Linked DNA regions of Anser cygnoides: region 1 is linked to region 2. A link is a contact called in public Hi-C data. All regions are on one chromosome and are shown on one strand. Each heading gives the region's core, a stretch centred on a gene start, on an enhancer-like site or on the middle of the called end of the contact. The rest is flanking DNA. Distances are from core to core; before and after follow the strand shown. Region 1 overlaps FGFRL1 (fibroblast growth factor receptor like 1). Region 2 holds the start of FGFRL1 (fibroblast growth factor receptor like 1).

What was found. Hi-C and Micro-C count contacts between places; a contact is called where the count stands out from the background.
Region 1: a contact with region 2 is called in a Hi-C map of liver, with 7 times the contacts expected there. The contact joins the enhancer-like site here to the promoter of FGFRL1 in region 2. A contact is called at or near these places in 2 of 7 Hi-C or Micro-C datasets (both in liver).

The regions. Positions count from the first base shown.
Region 1 is chr4:6,670,680-6,673,654 of Taihu_goose_T2T_genome, reverse strand. The region is part of intron 3 of FGFRL1 (fibroblast growth factor receptor like 1); the gene reads right to left. Among named protein-coding and RNA genes, the nearest start is that of FGFRL1, 93 kb to the right of the region's middle. Within about 2 kb of position 1,649, at least 2 of the 3 cell types and tissues checked have open chromatin away from gene starts, as enhancers often do. A contact at or near this core is called in liver, where this site is marked.
Region 2 is chr4:6,577,543-6,580,322 of Taihu_goose_T2T_genome, reverse strand. It overlaps FGFRL1 (fibroblast growth factor receptor like 1), which reads right to left and starts at 1,339. Exons shown (of 7, transcript XM_048048078.2): 1 at 1,023-1,339.

The DNA of each region.
Region 1 (2,975 bases), core at 400-2,899, 93 kb before region 2:
GGAAATCCAATGCTAAGGAAATGGACATTCATTTAATGTTTATCTAGGATCTGCTCCACCAATGAATTCCAGATGTTGGCTTTAATTGTCGCATTCTGGTATGTTTAAGCAGCAGGAGTTCGTAAGGCCGATTTGTAAATCAATCTGGCAGACTCATACAGAATCCCATCTCTGCCAGCTTTTCTAAGTAAGATGCTCTTAAAATATTAAGTACTTAATGTGTCTGCAATACAAAAGGAAGGAAAGATTTTTACGAAATCCCTCCCCTGATGTTTTTCTCCTTTTGCTCCTTCTCCCCTTCATTTCCTCCCTATGGAACTGCAACACAAGCTACTCCCCTTGGATGAGTGCAATGAATTTTAGCAGTCCTAAAGCTGAAGAGGGTGACTCCCTGCAACAGGGTATGAGGGTGACTCCCTGCAACGTGGGCAGAGCACCCTGCTCCTGACTCACATGCATTCTTTCCGGGTAATTCCACCGATTTCCCACCACGACCAACGGCAACTGCATGCATGGACTACATCCAGTGACAGTGCTCCCGATATTTGAGCTCAGAGTTCTCTTAAAGCAGAAGAAAAAAATTAAAAAAAAATTACTGTAGTCTTGGAACTGTCTCAGGCCCCACCTTCCATGTTCCTATTAATTTGTATTACACTGTTACAGAGGTCACAGCTCATATTCAGAGGTGGTTCAGAAATGCCTTTCACATTCTGAATCCCAAAGCATTGTACAAGCTCTGAGTTAGGCACTAGCAAGCCTTGCAGTTGTTTTGTGCTCACTGTGAGTTCACCCAACAGCAGAATGTTTTGCACTGGTGTTAGAGGGATTGCTTATTGCGACAGCAGTACTGGTCAGGCTTTGCTTAGAAGAGAGCAAACTATCTTTAAAAATAGCTTCTGCTTAAGTACTATTTCCCTAATGGTCAGGGCAGACACTATAGTTTCTTAAAATTGCTTTAGAAATCCATTCTCTCAATCTCCTTTTAAAACACCCATTCCTGAGAAGCACCTCAGTATTCAACACGTGAACCCGACTTACATTTTCCCAAGGAATGTGTACTCAGTACACACATTTTTCAAAAGGTGTCACTGGACGGGTAGGTAGGGTTTCAAAACCTTTCAGCATTGGCAATACTCATCCCAAGGAAGTTCATGGGAATACTTCAAAAGGCATTGACTCAGCCTCGGCTGAGTAATTTTGAAAACCTCCCCTTTATCTTCCAGCTTTGCTGGCCCCAGAGATAAATTGCTTTAAGTTCAGTTAAACATCCTCCTTTAAAATTACAGGCTTCTAAATGGGGTCCTTCTCTCTTAAGAGCACAAAACCCATTTCACTTGTGGCCTGAGTCATGCCATATTTGAAGAGACGTTTGGGAAAAGCAGTGGCTAAATACCCACCCGTTGCTTTACACGCTGAGCAGGGACCAAAGCATCAGCAAAGAACCGGCTGTACCATCTCAGCTTACCAGTGGTTTGCACTTGGAGGCTGGAGGAGAAATCCCACTTCCCCACAATCCCAAACAGACAGGATGCAGTGAGCAGGCTTGGAAATACCTTCGATGTCCACGGGACACTGTCTAAGCAAGGCACAAAAGCAGCGCCATCCCAAAAAGTTAAATCACTGCTGGTGTGAAAAAAAAGCTGGTAAGGGGCTCCAGAGAGGTGGTTGTCAGTAAGACAAGCAATAAAGTACTGTAAAAACAGGCTGCAGCAAAAAATAACAGGAAAAATGTGCAGACAACTTGTTGGGTTTTATTTTCGATGCCTGAAACCATTTCTGCGGTCCATAGCACATGAGCAAAGACAAACAGATTTGGCCCCAAACACAGAGGAGTGCTTTCTCCAAATACCAGGTGGAAAGGATCGAGTGAATCTTTTAATGAGTTTGCCCTTCAGGACATGCCAGCATGGCCTTGTAGGAGAGGGGATGCTTTCACAGGACCAGCAATACTCCCTCCCTCGCTGCAGATGCTGAAGGATGGCGGAAATGTCACTGGTGAGCAGCCGGGTGTGCAGCCTGTCCTCCTGCAAAATGTGGCACTCGAGCACAAGAAGAGCCAAAAATTCCTGAGAAGAGCTAACACAGGTCAAACAAACAAATAGCAATAACCACATAGAAAGCGCAACCTTGGTGTCTGAGGTTTAAGAGTTTAATTTATAGCTGAATGTGTCCGTGACCCAGGTTTTGCCTAGAACAAGGGTAAAACATATCCAAATCATTCCCAGCAGAGGGATAGGAGATGCACGCGGGTGCTGAGGCTACTGAGGATGTCAGGTGGTCAAATTCCTTTCTGATGCAATTCCACTGATCTACCCCAAAAAAGCCACTGCCCTTTGGTCTGTTTACCATGGCAAGGTTTCAAGGGCCCACCACAAAATTATCTGTAATTACCCGAGGATGGAGTGCCCAGAGAACAGCCTCTGTTTTCTGAAGGTCGCGGAGCCACGTTTTGAAAACGGGCACGATCACAGCTTCTCAGACACCTCCCTGTAGTCTCCAAAAACCATCCCAGAGGCAAAGGGCTGGTGGAGTCCCCGCAGATGATGCCAACGGATCCACTAACGTGCTGGGAGATGGCTCACATTGGCACCGGAGCAGCATACCCAGCACCTCGCTGCAGTTTCGAGCCAGAGGCACAGATCAGCTCCTCACAATTCACCCTCAATAATATCCACTTCCCACAAGTGGAGGCTGCTGCATCTTCCAAACCTCCTTGAAGGAAAGGGATTAAGGAAACCACACTCAAACCAAAGCAGCTCACAGGAGACCCTGGCTGGAACAAGCCGCTCTGCGTTGAATTTCCCCAACTTTCTCTTGGGTTGGAGAGTTTCTCCTGCCAAAGCACACATGAGGGCTACCAGGAGAAGCTGAAGTGGGCTCACAGTTGTCAGGAGACGCTGCAAACACAGCACAAACACTGGGCTGTGCCGGGGGCTGGGGAGGCACCATCCCTCTCCTCTGCCACGATATTCCTG
Region 2 (2,780 bases), core at 90-2,589:
AATTACGGGGGGAAACAAACCAACAGCCCGCGACTTCGCAGACTTTTAAAGCCTGTTGCAGAGGCGCGAGGGCAGGAGCAGCGAATGAAACAGCGACTGTACTTGTAATTCATTCCTCGGCGTTCGGCGAGCAAAACTTTACCCTCCTCTCTGCTTCAGCCTGATATAAATCAAGAACCCACCGAGGCCAGCACGCTGCTCTAAGCTCCCAGTTAGTGCATAATTCGCTGATATCCCGCACGGAGCCAGTCCGGAAGGCAAACAAAACGCTAGCGAGTGGCCATAAAACACGATTCCAGGTTACCAATTTGCGGAGGAGCCCGGGCGGAGGGGAGGAGGAACGCTTCCTCGCCCATCGGCACCCAGCAAACTTCGTGCAGCCGCCTCGGAGCCCCCAGCCCCGCTCCGTGCCGGGGACCCGCGCCGCTTCGTGCACCCCACAGCTTCTTCTGCCAGCTCTCCCCGTCCCTCTCCTCCTTCTTCTCTCCCCCCCCACCAAGCCAAGCCAAGCCCCGCTGGTTTCCCTGCCCGCCAGAGGTGCGTCCCACAGCAAAACTGCATTAAATTATCCGGATTCTTGAAGATGCCTTCGCGGCCAGACGCGCAAGCGGGGTAGCTCAGGTTTAGGGTAATTACCCCCCCGGCGTCCCCCCCCTCCTCAAACTCTCACTCTCTAAACTCTGCCTGAATTCCTCACCCTTGTAAAGACCCCGCTGGGAACACCCCGTGCCCCCAGGGGACACGCAACCCGCTCAGCATCCACCAAAGCTCCCTCGCCACCAGGTTTGGGGTCGCCGTGGCACACAGGGGGGGGACACACACACAAAATACACACCCCAAGGAAGGGGCTCCCCCCTTTTCCAGGAGGAGGGGGCACAGCTTTAAGCCTTTACCAGCCGGGATTTGCTACGGGGAAGCAGCGGGGGATTGAGGGATGGGGTGGGGGCGACGGCACTAGGTGCGACATGGGTGGTAAAAGGGGGGGGTCCTGGTGAGGGGGGGGGGGACACACAAGGACTTACCTCGGCTGCCTGCGGGGCTCTAGCACCGTGCAATGCCGCCCATCCCCGTCGCCTCATGCCCTCCGCGGCCACGGCGCCCGGCGGGGCGCTCCGCCGCCGGCCTCTACCTCATCTCCACCCCCACCCCCCGGCCCCAAAACCGGGGGGCTGCCTTCGGGGGGGGGGTGTCCCCGGTCCCCACAGAGCGGGGGCTCCTCCGAAATCCCCGCAGCCCCCCCCGGGGGGGTCTGCCAGCGGGGAGCCACCGGCGAGGAGCGAAGGGAAGGGGAGGTGGGGTGGGAAGGAAAGGGGGTGAAGAAGAGGTGGGGGGGGGTCGTAATGCTGCTTGCTTCCCTGGGGGGGGGGGGGCTGCGTGCGGGGAGGGGGGCAGCGGGACCTGCCAGGGATGCCCGGGGATGCCGTCCCGCGGCCCTCCGAGCCGGAATCCCGTTTAAGGAGCCGGGAGGGGGAAAGGGCTTGGGGGGGAGGAAGAGGAGAGGAGGAGGAGGAGGAGGAGGGTGGTTGGGGGCCGGGAAGGGGCGGTGGGAGGCGGGGGGGGGTGAGGGGGGGTGGCGGAGCGCAAGGAGCCGGGCTCGGGAGCAACTTTCCCTGCAGGGCTTTGTGGCGGTGGGGGCCGAGCCGCCGCGGAGGGCGGTGCGGGGCCGCCCCGCTCCAAACTTCGCACCAATCCCGGGCAGCCCCCGCCCTCCCCGCCGAGCCGCCGCTCCCCTTAACCCTTTTGCGGCGGCTGAGCCCCCCCCCGGACCCCCTCAGACCCCCGACGGGCCCCCTCGTAACCCCCCGCCACCCTTTTTCCCCCGCCCCACGACCCCTCCCTCGTTCCCCGCGCACCCCACGAAGTGATGCTCCCGCAGTGTGTCCCCCCTCATCCCCACACCGCCGCCTTCCCCTGAGGAAACCCCCGTGGGGACAGGCCGAGCCCCCCCCACAGCCCCCCGGGGCTTGGGGACACGGGGACGAGGACATGGCATGTCCCGGGGGGGGGTGACATCCCACGGGGGGGGGACGGACATCCCCCCCTGCCAGCACGGGTGCAGCCCCTCTGGGAATGAAGCTAAGCTAAACTTGAAGCAATCCAGCTCGAAAATAAAACTGCTGGGGAGTCTTCTCCTTGGGTTAGCCGCTGAAATTATTTGTTTTTTACCTTCATACGGCTCAGCTGATGCGTCCCCTCTCATAACTGCTCTCCGCACGGGATAAAACTCAACCCGGCAGAGCTACCAAACAGACTAAACAAATGCCAAGAGGGAAAAAAACAAGCTGCCTGAATAGCTCTACTATGTGGAGAGAAACATTGCTGATGTCTTTTATTGGTTCTCTTATTTGATAAGCTCTTATTTCTCTTATTCGATAAGCTCCAGCGGGAAGGCCTCCAGGAAAATGAAGGGGTCGCAATCCTCAGTGTTGGGGAGAACCCCAACACCCAGGCCAAGAAGCAGCTTCCACGTCCACTTTATCTATTTTGTGAGGATTATGAAAGCACACCCTCTGTTATTATTGTTACCGAACGCTTTTACTCAGCAATTCCTGACGGCATGAAATCTAGTTATAGGATATCCAAGTGAAAAACATTTCAGACTAAACATATAAACCCCCCACATCCAGAAACAAACAAAGCAGCTGACAATATCTTTTTTATATATTCTACATATTTTTATCATCATTTTTATTATTAAAGTTCATTAATTTGAGAAATCCCAGATGGGCTACTCCTCCTATCAGGCAATAACTTCAGCCTCGTTGACTTCAAAGACGGTG